Linked DNA regions of Mus musculus: regions 2, 3, 4 and 5 are each linked to region 1. The links are chromatin contacts, called in public Hi-C and HiChIP or PLAC-seq maps. All regions are on one chromosome and are shown on one strand. The core of a region is the stretch at or near the end of the contact, and the rest is flanking DNA. Distances in the headings are between cores, read along the strand shown.

The links. HiChIP or PLAC-seq counts read pairs in DNA pulled down with a chosen protein or histone mark. Hi-C and Micro-C count contacts between places; a contact is called where the count stands out from the background.
Region 2: a contact with region 1 is called in a CTCF HiChIP or PLAC-seq map of the NIH/3T3 cell line, with 7 read pairs. The contact joins two enhancer-like sites. A contact is called at or near these places in 1 of 15 datasets of contacts at CTCF or cohesin (the NIH/3T3 cell line), 1 of 484 Hi-C or Micro-C datasets (nephron progenitors), 1 of 115 datasets of contacts at active chromatin or transcription factors (embryonic stem cells) and 1 of 9 other capture datasets (embryonic stem cells).
Region 3: a contact with region 1 is called in an H3K27ac HiChIP or PLAC-seq map of embryonic stem cells, with 16 read pairs. The contact joins two enhancer-like sites. A contact is called at or near these places in 3 of 39 promoter capture datasets (the 3T3-L1 cell line, the C10 cell line and the HPC-7 cell line), 1 of 484 Hi-C or Micro-C datasets (nephron progenitors), 7 of 115 datasets of contacts at active chromatin or transcription factors (the 230-238 cell line, embryonic limb bud, embryonic stem cells and 3 more) and 1 of 9 other capture datasets (pancreatic islet).
Region 4: a contact with region 1 is called in a Hi-C map of the N1E-115 cell line, with 9 times the contacts expected there. The contact joins two enhancer-like sites. A contact is called at or near these places in 12 of 39 promoter capture datasets (the C10 cell line, the HPC-7 cell line, HPC-7-derived erythroid cells and 8 more), 4 of 15 datasets of contacts at CTCF or cohesin (the G1E-ER4 cell line, embryonic stem cells and pro-B cells), 31 of 484 Hi-C or Micro-C datasets (the AML12 cell line, the G1E-ER4 cell line, LSK cells and 18 more), 10 of 115 datasets of contacts at active chromatin or transcription factors (astrocytes, embryonic stem cells, epiblast stem cells and 3 more) and 1 of 9 other capture datasets (embryonic stem cells).
Region 5: an H3K4me3 HiChIP or PLAC-seq map of embryonic stem cells shows a contact between it and region 1, with 29 read pairs. The contact joins the promoter of Slc38a1 here to the enhancer-like site in region 1. A contact is called at or near these places in 1 of 39 promoter capture datasets (embryonic stem cells), 3 of 484 Hi-C or Micro-C datasets (the N1E-115 cell line, embryonic stem cells and uterus), 11 of 115 datasets of contacts at active chromatin or transcription factors (the SCID.adh cell line, bone marrow-derived macrophages, cardiomyocytes and 5 more) and 2 of 9 other capture datasets (adipose tissue and liver).

What each region holds. Positions count from the first base shown.
Region 1 is chr15:96,488,042-96,490,739 of GRCm38.p6, forward strand. No RefSeq gene overlaps it. Among named protein-coding and RNA genes, the nearest start is that of Gm41392, 5.1 kb to the right of the region's middle. Within about 2 kb of position 1,325, at least 74 of the 459 cell types and tissues checked have an H3K27ac peak or open chromatin away from gene starts, as enhancers often do. A contact at or near this core is called in the 230-238 cell line, the N1E-115 cell line, the NIH/3T3 cell line and 4 more, where this site is marked.
Region 2 is chr15:96,729,252-96,731,949 of GRCm38.p6, forward strand. No RefSeq gene overlaps it. Among named protein-coding and RNA genes, the nearest start is that of Slc38a2, 31 kb to the left of the region's middle. Within about 2 kb of position 1,335, at least 58 of the 459 cell types and tissues checked have an H3K27ac peak or open chromatin away from gene starts, as enhancers often do. A contact at or near this core is called in the NIH/3T3 cell line, where this site is marked.
Region 3 is chr15:96,708,367-96,711,064 of GRCm38.p6, forward strand. No RefSeq gene overlaps it. Among named protein-coding and RNA genes, the nearest start is that of Slc38a2, 10 kb to the left of the region's middle. Within about 2 kb of position 1,340, at least 366 of the 459 cell types and tissues checked have an H3K27ac peak or open chromatin away from gene starts, as enhancers often do. A contact at or near this core is called in the 230-238 cell line and embryonic stem cells, where this site is marked.
Region 4 is chr15:96,665,048-96,667,745 of GRCm38.p6, forward strand. No RefSeq gene overlaps it. Among named protein-coding and RNA genes, the nearest start is that of Gm22045, 5.4 kb to the right of the region's middle. Within about 2 kb of position 1,329, at least 37 of the 459 cell types and tissues checked have an H3K27ac peak or open chromatin away from gene starts, as enhancers often do. A contact at or near this core is called in the N1E-115 cell line, where this site is marked.
Region 5 is chr15:96,641,551-96,644,248 of GRCm38.p6, forward strand. Slc38a1 (solute carrier family 38, member 1) reads right to left here and starts at 1,363. Exons shown (of 16, transcript NM_001166458.1): 1 at 941-1,363.

The DNA of each region.
Region 1 (2,698 bases), core at 75-2,574:
CACAGGAGAGTTAGAGACAAAGAATGCCAGAACAGGCTGACCAGCAAGAGAGCTGAAAAGGGCTGGTGTGGGCCACTCAGCGAGACCTTATCATAAGCATAAAGCATAAAAGAAAGAGCCTCGTTGAGCAATGGAACGGCTGCGTCGTATAACCATGCGCCTCTAACCCAGTTCTTGGTAACAGGCAGAGACTTTCTACCCCCTGCATCTTTATATGATAACAGTTATTTCCCTCGAGGCCAACACCGGTGGCAAAGAAGAGATGGGAAATGCCAGCGGGACCTTGCCTGTTTCAAGAGCTTGCTTCTAGCCAGTACTCCAGGCGAGGATAACAGATCATGCCTGGCAGCCTGGTGGGTTCCAGGACAGCCGGAGCTACACCGAGAAACCCTGTCCCAAATGAAACACAAAACACAAATCAAAAACGAACAAACCCAGCCGTTCTCCTGCGTGTGCCCACGGAATATAACGTAAACATATTGGAACACAGCTGTGCAAAGCTGACCTTGCTTGTCTCTTTTCTGCCCCTTCCTGTTTTTAGTATTTATTGATTTGCTTGCTTGTGTGTGGAACGCACGCTGTGGTGCGTACGTGGAACTCAGAAAACAACTTACAGGAGTGAGCTCTTTCCTCCTTTTATGGGTTCTGGAGGTTTGTCTCTCTGCCTGTCGGGCTTGGCCACAAGGACCTTTACCCACTGAGCCATTCTCCCTTTCTAGAAATTGTGCTTTTCATATTAGAACAGTGAAACTGAGTCTCAGGGCCAGGACTTAGAAAAATTAAAAACCAGGTACTCTAAATAAAAATAAATAAATAAATAAATAAATAAATCTGCCAAACAATTCTGCCTGAAGACAGTTGCTTATTGACCAATGCAAAGGAAATCCACACCCTCTCCAACATCCACAAGCTGCTACAAATTAACGAGAAAAAAAAAAAAAAAAGGAGGAGACCCTGGGGAGCCAAGTGCCATTTTGCAGAAATGATGAGCTCAGGAAACAGTTCTGGCCCCAAATCCCGTGGGAAACAAAGCAGGGCCAGTTGTGTCCTGAGGCTCTTAGACCCTGAGCCACACCCACTCGCTGGCTCTCTCACTCCCACTGTTTGCCTGCAGGGCTCTGGAAGACTCATCCCTGCCACCCCCTGATCACGAGAGTAAAAGTCGGTTTTCCAGTTGCTCAATTATGTAGTAGCTCAGCTGCTGTTTGGAGATTTTTATGGAATATTTTCTAAATATTTTACGAGCAGCCAGAGGCTATTGGTATTTGGCACCTTCCAGACAGTTCCAGAACGAAGTTTAAAGCGCAGTGTGTGAAGGCAAAAAAAGGTCCTTGTTGCGGAAGCAAGCATTGCACACCCTGGATAATTTAGACGTCTTTTAAACAGGCTGCTTATCCAACCGCGGGTTTTGAATTTAGATAGAGTTCCTTGAATAGAGCGATACAACGATGCCATTTCCCCCTCTGATGAGCTTCTGCTCTCAGAGTCTGATGTAGAGCCTGAGTTTTGATATGCACCTTAGATTTTCGTGAGTTTGCATTTTAAAAGATATATCTAGTCGTAATTAATGTGTATAAGTGTTTTGTCCACGTGTGTGTCTGTGTGGGACTTGCATACAGTGCCCCCGGAGGCCAGAGGAAGGTATCGTATCCTCTGGACGGAGCCCTCTATGGATGGCTGTGAGCTCTGTGGTAGTGGGAACTGAACTGTCATCCTATGCTAGGAGAGCCAGTGCTCCTGACCACTCCCCATCTCCCCAACCCCTAGCTTGCATTGCTTCAAAAAACCGTCAGTGTGGTAGTAATAATTTTTTTTAGCAATAATAATTTGGATATTACTTTCCAAATTCCCTCTACTGTTGTGTTTTATAAAAAGAGAAGGAGAGAAGGAATGTTTGGTGTGGGGGAAGGGAGTGCCTCTGTGGGCCCATACTGAGACATCCCTTCTCTGTGAGGGACTAGACATGACTTTATAGTATAGAAGAGAGTTTATTCAGGGCACAGGGAGGGGAGGACAGAGGAGAGGGAGGGGGAGGGGAGGGGAGGGGAGGGGAGGGGAGGGGAGGGGAGGGGAGGGAGAGGAGTCCTCCTCCTCCTCCAGTGATCCTGTAAATTCAGACCTCAGAGCAGCCAGGAGTACCCGTGAGACCACAGCACCTGAGTCAAAGAATTTCACCAGTCACAGCAAGGTTCTCTAGCACTGACTAGTCACAGTGCTAGAGACTCCACCCCCACATCCTTAGCTCCACCCCCACTAATAAGGACTTTTTTTTTTTACATTCTGTATCTAGTGTTTTGTTTATCACTCCTAAACTGTTAGCATGCTGTCATAGTGTCTGATATAATTGTGTGTTTATTCAGCTCCTGGAGAGATAAGAAGGTTCTCATTACTCCCCTCTGGTTTTTAATGTATTTTCACCATTTTATATTTCTCGAATTAGTATTGCACGCAGTCGGTGACCGTTGTGGTTACCTAGATGTTTAACAATTTGTTTTTAATGGTACCATGATTTCCACCTCACCCTTTTGGGTTCCATCCACTAGCTCTTTAGCAAAATCTTTTCCCCCCAATTTTTTATTAGGTATTTTCTTCATTTACATTTCAAATGCTATCCCAAAAGTCCCCTATACCCCCTCCCCTACCCACTCACTCCCACTTCTTGGCCCTGGTGTTCCCCTGTGCTGGGGCATATAAAGTT
Region 2 (2,698 bases), core at 85-2,584, 240 kb after region 1:
AAAAAAGCAGAAGTCTGTAAAGAACGAGGAGGCCACATGACCAAATGAGAAAGGCGGGTCAGGCAGTCTAGGGAAGCCTTGAGATAGAAATGGCCAGGCCCGTGGCAGTACTCTACCTTTGTAAGACCACTGCCTCTTCAGCTGTCTAATGTATTTTAACGGACTTGAGAATGTGATGATAAAAATCACGAGTCTAGCTAAAGCTCCAAGGCTCTGTTTATATTTTAAGCCTCACACAGTTCCAGTTCCAGGGATGAGTGGCCAACAGTGATTTATGTTCCCATCTCCTCCTCAGGATCACATTTTGCTTTTTTGTTGTTGTTGTTGTCTAAACAAAACCTTCTTGGTTAGCATTGTGCCTGTGGCACAGGAGGCCTAACCCGGATGCCCAATGCTTGCCTGCCCACATTAGACCCTGTCAGGTTAAGACAGCATCTTCTATGAACCCTGGGTTTCATCTCTGGGCACGGTAGCTCAGTACTCAGTGATAAAGACAGGAGCATCAGAAGATCAAGGAAAGCTGTTGAGTGGCAGAGATGTTTGTCTGTACCTATTCCTAGACACAAGATAAAGGAATTTTGTGTCAAGAATTACCAAATTTCAGAGTATGAATTATGTATTTATTTTCATTCCTTTTCTTTCAGTTTTTATCACTCTGGTATATCTTACTGTCTTTCTTACATTATCTGTTGTTGTGTAACGATCAACGGTCAATGCACAGTGGTTTAAAGACCAGTGTCTGAGCTGGATTCTGTGGGTTGGTTGGCCTGGGGCAGACAATTCTCCGCATGACGACTGCTGGGCCATTCCTGTGGCTTGGGAGCTTGCCTGGGCTGGAGGTGCAAGATCGCGTTCCTTCTCAGAATAGCTCAGGCTGGAGATGTAGCTTGCCAAGCGTGCACGAACCCTGGGTTTCATCCCCGGTGCTATATAAACAGGGCATGGTAGCAGATGCCTCTCAGCTCGGTACTCAGCAGGTAAAGACAGGAGGGTCAGAGGCTCAAGGTTGGCTGGGGTAGGGATCCTGTTTGAAAAAAAGTGAGAGAATTAAACAACCATTCAATGGCTCAACTGTTGTTCCTTCTGAATTCCCATGTGATGCTATAGGAGATGAGGCACTTAGGACATAGTTAGGTTGTGGGGCCTCTGCTCTTCTTTATAAGGCACTGGGGACTCCTTTGTTATGTGGGTACACTGCAAGAAGGTGTTATTTAGGGAGCAGGGTGAGTCTTCGACAGTTATTAATCTTTTGGCCCCTCGGTCCTGGCCGTCCCAGCCTACACATCTGTGAGAGACACATTCTGCTGTGTACGCATCACCCAGACTCAGGGACTTCATTATAGCAGCAGGAACAGAACAAGATACAAGTGTATCTGGCAGCCAGCAGCGGTGGCCAGAAGGACTCACGGGCAGAGCCTCACCCATCCCTCCGCAACCACTTGGGAATGCGGTGTAAGCATTTCTGCATCATGGCTGCAACCCAAGAGAGTGAAAAAGGAAACTTCATGGTCTCCTGAGACTAGACTGGGGACTCAGGAAACGTCACACAATTGAGAGGACAGGTCTGAACTCAGAATAACCACACATCTTTGGGGAGTTTAGTGGCCACTGTGTTTGCTGATGGAGGGATCTTTGGTAAAGAGTTTATAAGCAAAACAAGACATGGGTGTGCATCTGTATTCAGCACTTTGGAGTAGGAAGATCATAAGTTCAAGTCCAACCTCAGCTACATGGCAAGTCTGCGGCGGGTCTGGGCTTCATGAAATCCTGTCCCCAAAATACTATGAACAAAATACACAGTGGTGTAAATGGTAGGAGCTGTCATATCAGATGTGACAAAATGGTGGGATTATTATTGAAGTGACTGATATTTGCATTAACAAGGTTCTGCACTAACTTGACAAGTGGATTTTGCATTGCACAGTGGTCAGCTGATAAGTTTTAGAATCCAGTGCGTGCCACCAGGATGCTATATGCAAAGAGTTTTTCCTCCTTTTTGTTTTGTAAACACATGATAGCTACCTGCTCTTTTATTCCGGTCAGGGAAACAGGTATGTAAACAGGGGGCTATAACACAAGAAGCGCGTCATAAGTGGAGGGCTTTAAATGCACAGTTTTGATGGCGATGCTAAAGTTTGAATGTACGTTGGTTTTCTCTAGACTATGGTTCTTAGCCAAGATGCTGAATCCCTAAGATCTAAAAGCCCCTTCAAGACCCTTAAAACTGTTTTGTGAAGCAGAGATCAAAGCTGTTATGAGGGCCGAGGAAAAGGCACGAAGGTGGGGACACATGCGAAGGGCGGATGATGGAGGAGGAAGCACCGGCTTGAACTGGAAGCCAGTTAGAGGTGGGGAGGTGGACATGGGGGAAGGAAACCCTGAGGGGACAGGAAAGAGTGCAGGAAAGACAGAATTCAAGCCTGACCAAATCCTACCTGCGGGCTCTGTGTGTGTGTGTGTGTGTGTGTGTGTGTGTGTGTGTGTGTGTGTGTATGGGGGGATGGGAGACGGTAGAAGTCACAGGAGTCAGAAGCTGTCCGAGACCACAGTTCCAGAACTGGGTTCCGTCCACGTTTCAGCTGAGAGCTTTGTGACAGACTCATGCACACCCGCAACTGCATTCCTGCAGCCCAGCCTACCTATGCTAGACACCTTCTGGGGAGCGTTGGTGAATCTGGATGCCCTATGCGGGATCACA
Region 3 (2,698 bases), core at 90-2,589, 220 kb after region 1:
GATTTACAGACATTTTAGTATAAATGTTTACTGCTATTGAGACTTTCAAGGGATCTAGTACCAATCGTTTCTGTCTCCTCTCTAAAAAATGAGGAATGGCTGATTTTTTTTCTTTTTGTCATGCTTCACTGCCATTTCCTCTGGAGTCCATTTTGCTAGGTACAAGAAAGAATGACAGCAAAGAGAAAGTGTTCATGGACCTAGATCTTCCACCAACACCTGCTAATCAGCAGTAACAGGGTTGAAAAGTCCACATGCCCACGGGTTGACAGAATGCTCACACTTGGAACGAAAAGCTAATCGAGAAAACAAGGAGCCAGCGCAGTTATAGAGGTCTAGGTTTTGAATACTGTGCTACATCCGATTGCTTTAAAAACAATAAAGACTCAGATCATTACAATTCTCCAAAATCTGTTTTTAAAAACGGGTTACCCGTATTTTTGTTCAGAGGAAAAGGCAAAGATTTATCAATATATTGTGCCTACTTTTGGGCCTCGATGACCTTCTTGGCCTTCAGTCAGTTTCGTGTTCTTTCTTCACCCAAGGCGAAGAAATAAAGATTTATTAACATACCTGCAATTCTGGTTCTCAAGTGGGTTGTGGGGGCTTCTATGGGCTTGGTTCTGAGATTACTCACAGAAACTCCCACTGTTTTGGCTGAAATCTTTGGCACAACGTGGTCTCATGTAGATGTCTGCATCCGGTTTCCAGTAAAAACCTCTCTGAGGACAAGTGGAGAGCTAACACCCCTCTATTCGCCTCCACATTAGGCAACACTCACCCGACTGAACCAACCCGTGGCTAAAATGGCTAAATTTGTTTTCTTGAGGAGAACCACGCACACATGACACACCCCTTTACAGCCAAAGAATGTCATGGTCGGTGTGGCCATTTGTCACCTCTGGGTGAGGTCAAACTCCTTACAATTGCTGCCTCAGGGGTAAATTCCGTGAGGCATATTTCTGGATGGGGGGGAAAATGAATATTATTTATTTTCCTGGGGTGGGTGGGTGGTGGTGATCCAGATCGGGCTTTGTCTAGGCGACCGTCGGTCCCCTCAGCATCCCACCCCAACCACTCCTCCCTCCATCCAGCTCCATCCAGAAGACGTGGGACCCGTGTGGAGCTGAGGTGACGAGGTTGAGGCCGCGGCGCCCCGCAGACGAAGGCTGAGGCGCCAGGGCGCCGCTGCTCGCCTCTCAGGATGCCAGGCGGCCACACATGAGTTGGCCTCGCAGGCACCCCGGGCCAGCGGTGGCAGCTCCGGAAGTCATGGCCGAGGGGTACGCGGCGCTTTCCCCCTGGGGAGGGCGGGGCTTACGCAGCGGTTTCCCCAGGGAGGGCGGGGCTTGCGCAGAAGCGCGGGGCGGAGGCGGGGCTGCTCCCCAGGGGCGGGAGGAACCCGCGCAGAAGCAACGGGCGGGAAGGGGGCGTGGCCTACTCCGCGCAGCCTCAGTAGGTCTCCTGAAATTTTTCCACTGAGGCTGCGGGCGCGGAGGCCCCGCGAGGCGCGGGCAGCTCGTGCGCAGACCACTTCTGCGCAGACCGCTTCTGCTCGTCCAGAGCCCACGTGATGGCGACTCACTGGGTTCCGCCTTCTTTTGGTGCGCGTGGCGGGGAGGGATGGAAGGGACAGGGAGCCGCGGTGGGGAGCCAGTGACTGGGGAAACCTAGAGAGTCGTGATCATCAGGGGTAATCCTCCGCTCGGGGAGGCCGCGGGGGAGCGAGGCCGCTGCAGCATGTGCACGTGCCCGCGCCTGGGGCCGAGCCCGCACCCCGGCGAGCAGGGACTCCCCAGCTCGTGGGTTGTCTTGCTAAATCCCCAGACCCACGAGGAAAGTCCCCGAAGCTTTGCGCGGTGCTTCCACATGGCTCCCAGTGAGCCTTTGAAAGTGGCTTTCAGAGTTGTTCTCCTGCTCCTTTGTCGAGAAGACGTTACGTAGACATTCCGCCCTCATCTTGGCCCTAGGGAGGAAGCGGGTTTTTTTGTTTTTTGTTTTTTTTTTACAGAAATGCTGCGATCGTTTAGTCTCGTGGCATTTTAGATTCTTTCTAGTAATTGTGTGTGTGTGTTTATCTTTTGAGTCATTCTATCAAAGTCTAGGAAGGAGAAAAAAACCGACAGGGAAATAAACACAAAGACAACATACTCGCCTCTGAGTTAGGAAATTACAACTTTTCTTTACCTGCTGACTTTTTCCTGGGAAGAAATCTTCGAGGTGAATATAATGTTGAGTTCAGATTTCTCCACAGCCCTGCCCGGGGCCCTTTTCTCTCCTAAAGTGGAGCAAAGGTCAGAATGGCGAAAGCTACTGAACCTGGTGGATACCTCCTCCCCCCACGTTTGTTCTACCTTCACAACTATGCGTTTTACTTTTGACTTGTGTTTTTAAAATTTTCCTGGAATTAGAAGCATTGTAATTAATGAGTCTAGATAATACTTAGCTCTCAGAATAGATGCTATTTCGAATTCCTTATTGTTTAACACCCCTCCCCCCACTCTTGAGTCAAGGTTCTACATAGGTTCAGGCTACCTTTGAATTTTCTAAATAGCCTTGGTCGATCTTAAACTCCTGATCTCCGACTTTCACCTTCCAAGATGTGTTCCAGATGTGCCACGCAGCTCTCAGGCTTTCCAATCCCTTGTACATATGCATATTTAATTCATTAGCTCTGTGAGGTAGGGGCCGCTTAGAA
Region 4 (2,698 bases), core at 79-2,578, 180 kb after region 1:
GGGACTCTTATGGAAAAACAGGCAAGAGGATTGCAGTCCTTAAGGGGTCATGAGTTTCACAGGGTCAAGAACTCCACAGGTAGATAAGGTGGTAGACTGAACCACCAACCAAAGAACATACACAGGCTGGTCCTAGGCCTCCCTGCTCATATGTAGCTTGGCCTTCATGCTGGTTCTGAAAAACTGGAGTGAGGGCTATCCCAAAAGCTGTTGCCTGTACGTGGGATATGTTCTACTAGCTGGGCTGCCTTGTCTGGCCTCAGCAGGAGAAGATGCGCCTATTCTCATAAGAGACTTGTTGTGCCAGGGTGAGAGATACCCAGGGGGGCCTCCATCTGCTCAGAGGAGAAGGCAGGAGGGAGGAAGGATTGTGGGAGGAGGTGACCAGGAGGGGGCAGGGAGTGGGATGTAAAGTGAATAAACAACAACAACAACAATAATTCAAATATATATGTATATCTAATAATAATTTAAATAATTAAAATATATGTAAATATATATGTAAATGTATATATATGTATTTCATATATATATGAAAATGGACACAGTTTCTTTTTCATCTATACAAAGGAATGTTATACAACTGTGAAGAAAACTAAAGTCATGAAATTTGCAAGACATCAGATGCAACTGTAAAACATTACATTCCAGGAAACAAGCAGACTCAGACAAATACAACATAATGTCTCTTGTATGTAGGACCTGAATTTTTTATAATATATATGCACATGTATGTATATAAGTGAGTGTATTCATTTATGTGTGTGCATTATTAAACTAAATGGGATCATGGGAAGAAAGGAAGGAGAAACATGACAGTAATAAAATACAAATGATAGGAAAGAATAGGAAAGTATTGGGGGGGGAGGAAGGGAACTAAGGACACAATGGATAATGTGTTACAAAGTCACTATGAAGCTCGTTACTTTGTATGTTAACTTAAAACAGTAACTCTACACACCATTTAGGGGAAGCCTGTCTTTGCTACTTACAGAGCAAAGCCCCAAGGGTTGTTACGTGGGGTTAGGAAGCACTGCCCCCTAGAGGTCATCTACATGATCTAAGCAGACTGGTTTCTTATACAATAGAAAGTGGAGAGTTCTTGGAAGATGCCGAATGTATTTTCTGACTTGTGGAGATCCAAGAATTCAGTTGGAATGCACTCAATAATTAGTCATGTAAAAGGGTCTTACATTTGAGATGAATCCAACCTGAAAACTTCCTTCCTGAGTTCTAGTTTTCCTTGGTACCAGAAAACACTGTGCAAATTGCTAAGGGTGGAAAGAAATGAATAGTCCTACCAGCTGCAACCTCTATGAACCACACAATGAACGGCAGAATGAGACACCTGTAAAGGCACCATCGTGGCGCTTAAATGTCGGTGGTAACCAAGAGCTGTCTAACTGAACTTAATGCCTTCTTAACGGGAAGCAAATCATGTGATACTGAAAACCTAGCCAGTTTCCCAGAGCTAGTAAGGTCATGGACATTAGGGGAAAAAACCCCTACTATTGCCATTTTGCTAGACAGAGGTACATAATTCCTTAAAACATCGTAAATCCTATCATTATACCACAGATACAATGTAACCATCAGCCCTCATCAGTAAAGCCTCTCCTCACAGCAAATGGAGAGTATCCCAGAAAACTGCAACTGGATACAAAGTAGCCCCAACAGAAAATCTACATTGCAGCTCCTGCATCTATGGCAAAGGAAACATCGAAGAAGAATGTATGAGCCAGAACTCCATAGTCGGCTGTGAAACAGTCTCACCTAGAAGGATTGTACAAACAAAACCAGAACAGCGGCATTATCGATGGACCTGGACAGGGACGTTTCACAGGGTGCCCCCTAGCGGAGAATTACAGGAACAAGAAAGGCTGAGAAAGACAGAATTAGCCTCTCAGGGAAGAGTGCCCTAATTGGTTGTCTAGTACAGAGTGAACATCACTGGCAAACAACATAAACGGACACAACAGGTTATTTCTATATATTTATGTATACATATACACATATGTGCATGTGTGTAACAATAATAAAGAGAAAGAGAAAAGAAGCTAGCGATTTGAGAGTGGGAGGGACATAGGAGGGGGTTAGAGGAAGGCAAAGGAAGGGGAGAAAGTGATGTAATGTTATTTTAATCGAAAAAAATATATAAAGAAGTAGAAAAACCAGATTCTCCAATCTGCAAAAAGGTTTAACGGTAAAAGAGAGAGTCTCTCATAAAAAGAAAAAGAAAGGAAGTTTGAAGAAAATTTCTCTTTGATTAGAGATGTAATCTAGTGAGAGGTTCAAGAGTGGAAGAAGCCAGCATTTTCCTGGATTATTAAGATGCCGCTAGTGGAGTAGAAGCCCTTGATGGTGTGGGGCAGGACTCATCTGTGGCAGCCTTTTCCTACAAGAGCTCCTTGGAAGAGCAGGTGTGCCCAGCCTACTGAGAGTGAGGAGATGACCTAGAGCAGGGGGTGCTCAGTGGGCAGCAGAGTGATGGCTTTGGTGGACCAGGAATGGCTGAGGTGATAGCCAGGGAGGTGAGGAAGCTCTTCTGGGGCACCACTTACAACATGGGGGCCAGCGGGTTAGCCTCTTCCACCCCCTCCCTAACCCCTCCCAACCGTCTTCCTTTGGATTGCTCCTCCCAGATGATCTGTGGTCATGGGAACCAGAATTCTCTGTAACACAGCACCACCAGCCTTTA
Region 5 (2,698 bases), core at 113-2,612, 150 kb after region 1:
AAGGGTCCTGCGCAAGCAGTGGCCTTTTGTTCTCCCGCCCCACCGGACCAGGCTCTAGAGGAAGTAGCCTATCACTGGCTCTTCATTCGGGAGAGAGCCTCCAGAGAGGGAGAGGAAAGTGAGTCACTGCCAGCATCATCCCACTAACCGGAACGGAGACAGGGGCCGAGCCCGTGGAGGTGCAGCCAACGTGCACCTGTTTACCGCGCTGGGGAGCCGGTCTCCGAGGCTCCGCTGCCGGCCAGTCCCAAGATGCAGACTGATTCACTCCTCGGTGTACCTTATGCCCCTTACATCGCATGCTTGGTTCCTAATTCGCGAAAGTGACACCAGATCTGGTGGCACACTCCATCACCATAAAACCAGGTCTACAAAGTAAGGTACTGTACGCCACGGCGGTATCTGGAGTCCCTGCGTTCAGGGAAGGGCACCGGACTCCTGCCTTCTAGAAAGGCGCCGCGACGCTCTGCCCGTGTCCACGAGACATGGAGGCTGTCTGAGTTACCTCCTTCCCTTCCTGTTCAAACTCCCCTTCCCTCCAAGTCGCCGCTCCCTCTGCCCTCCAAAAGCACCTTACCTCGAGAAATAAAGGGAAAGGCGCCACCAAAGTGTCCGCCCTTCCAGGCCGTCCCCGGCAGTTAGATGTCCTTTTTTGTGTCAAGGACTAGCTAGGGAAAGGTGGCCCCAGGTCTGTAAGACTGGGCGGGGAGGATCCGCGTGGCGGGTTTCGGAGGAAGGTAAAAGGCCGGGTTACCGGCGACCTTCAGGAAGAGTGGCGTGGCCACAGCTCTCCTCCTCCTCCTCCTTTTCCACCACCACCTCCTCCTCCTCCTCCTCCTCCTCCTCCTCCTCCTCCTCCTCCTCCTCCTCCTCCTCCTCCTCCTCCCAGGGCTGGTTGCATCAGTTTCCCCCCACCCACACTCTGCCCGCCAGCACTTACATTCACACGCCCGGCGCGGAGGGGCTCCAACCTGACTCATTGGCTCCTGCGAGGCGCGTCGCCCTTTCTCTTCGGCAGTTTGGGGACGGGAGCGCGGCCTTTCAGACCATCATCCCTCCATGCCCGCGCGCCGGCGGAGTTGAGCTGTGTGCGGTAGAGCAGTGCGGGTCACATGCCGCTGGTCGCCGCGCCTTCTTGCTCCTCTTCCCCCCTGGGCTACCAGACCGCAAGGCGACCGCGGCTGGCGGACACCGAGCATCCAGGAAGGGCAGTGCGAGCGGATGCGCGAACAACGCGCTGGTGGTACCCGAGCATACGGAGGCTGCGGGCCTCCCGGCACCTGCCTGCGCCCTCCCGGGGCCTCAGCTGGGGCCACAGCTGCCGCACCCGCACCCTCGGGGTTGGAGGTGGAGCGGCTCACTCGCCCAGGCGGTGGCAGGGGGCCGTCTCTTGGGGTACGCCAGGGCCTCACCGAACGGAGTTGCATTGTGGGAAGGGAGCAGCGTGAGGGTAGCCCCGCGACCCAGGGGCGGTGGTGGACTACGGGACGCGCGGGGACACCTTTGGAAACCTGGACACCTACAGTCCCGCCCCCCCCCCCCCCAGAGCAGCTCTGGGGACCCCTTGGGACTCAGAGTGTGACAATAACCCAAGGGGTCTGCACCAATAGCCCTGCTGCCCCGGCCACGTGACTCTACCCTTGCTGGGCCTGGAAAAAGGAACAGGCTGAAAGCCATATCCGCCTCGGGTTACTTCTCCTGCCCCACTCTTTGTCTGAAGTGCAGCCCCTTAACTGACTGGCTGGCACAGTCGCTTCTCCTTAAAATGGCGACAGGAAATCCCACCTACACACCAGCCAATGAGACCACCACCACCACGGAGTCTGCCGCGTGGAAGCCTGAGTCCCTCTCATCCGGATGGCTCCTGTTTTGGGTCCGGCCGGAGATTCATCAGCCTGACCACTAATAAATTTTAACCAAGAGGATTTTATTCAGACACTGACGCCGAGATGGAATTCCGAATGTAGCACCCAGACACCTCAGCCAAGGGTTTACAAAGGCAAAGAATACAAAGCTTCAATCTGTTCTCTTGCAAGCTTGTTTACAGAAGCAGAACCAGCAGTTAAAAAAAAAACCATAATAATAATAATAATAAAGATTAACCCCTAGTAGCGCTTAACATTTGGAGGTCGAAATTTGCTTTAAGCACAGAGATTTTTAAACATAAAGTTAGCCATCAACATGTTAGCCATCACTGTTCCATCAAAACAAGAAATGGCGGTTGAATCATGATTCAAAAATGACTCTACCTGGAGCCTTTCAAGAGGCTGAGTAATGAATGCTGTTTTGCGGTGCTTACAGATTTTCAGTCTCCTCTGGGAAAGTGGGGGGCCAACCAAGATTTAAGCTTTTTAGTGGCTGGTATTCTTGCTCCCTTCCAATGGCCGTAAATGGTCGTGGTGAGTTAAACACTGGCTTCCAAAGAAACAAGTGGGAGGTGTGTTCTTGAACATGCCTGGAAACCGGAAGGTCACTGCAATCAGAAGGGCAGTTTCTTCCTCAAACACAGCATCTCCCCCCACCCCCCACCCCATTTTTTTTTTGTCCTGTTGCTCCTTCTTTGTGTGAAAAACTTATGTATTATAGTAACACTCTAAGTTTACACCGAAAGTCCATTCTTTTTACCTTTCTTCCTAGAGGAAGTCAAAATTTACGATTTTGTTACGATTATGACTGAATAAGTTACCCTGAATAGGTA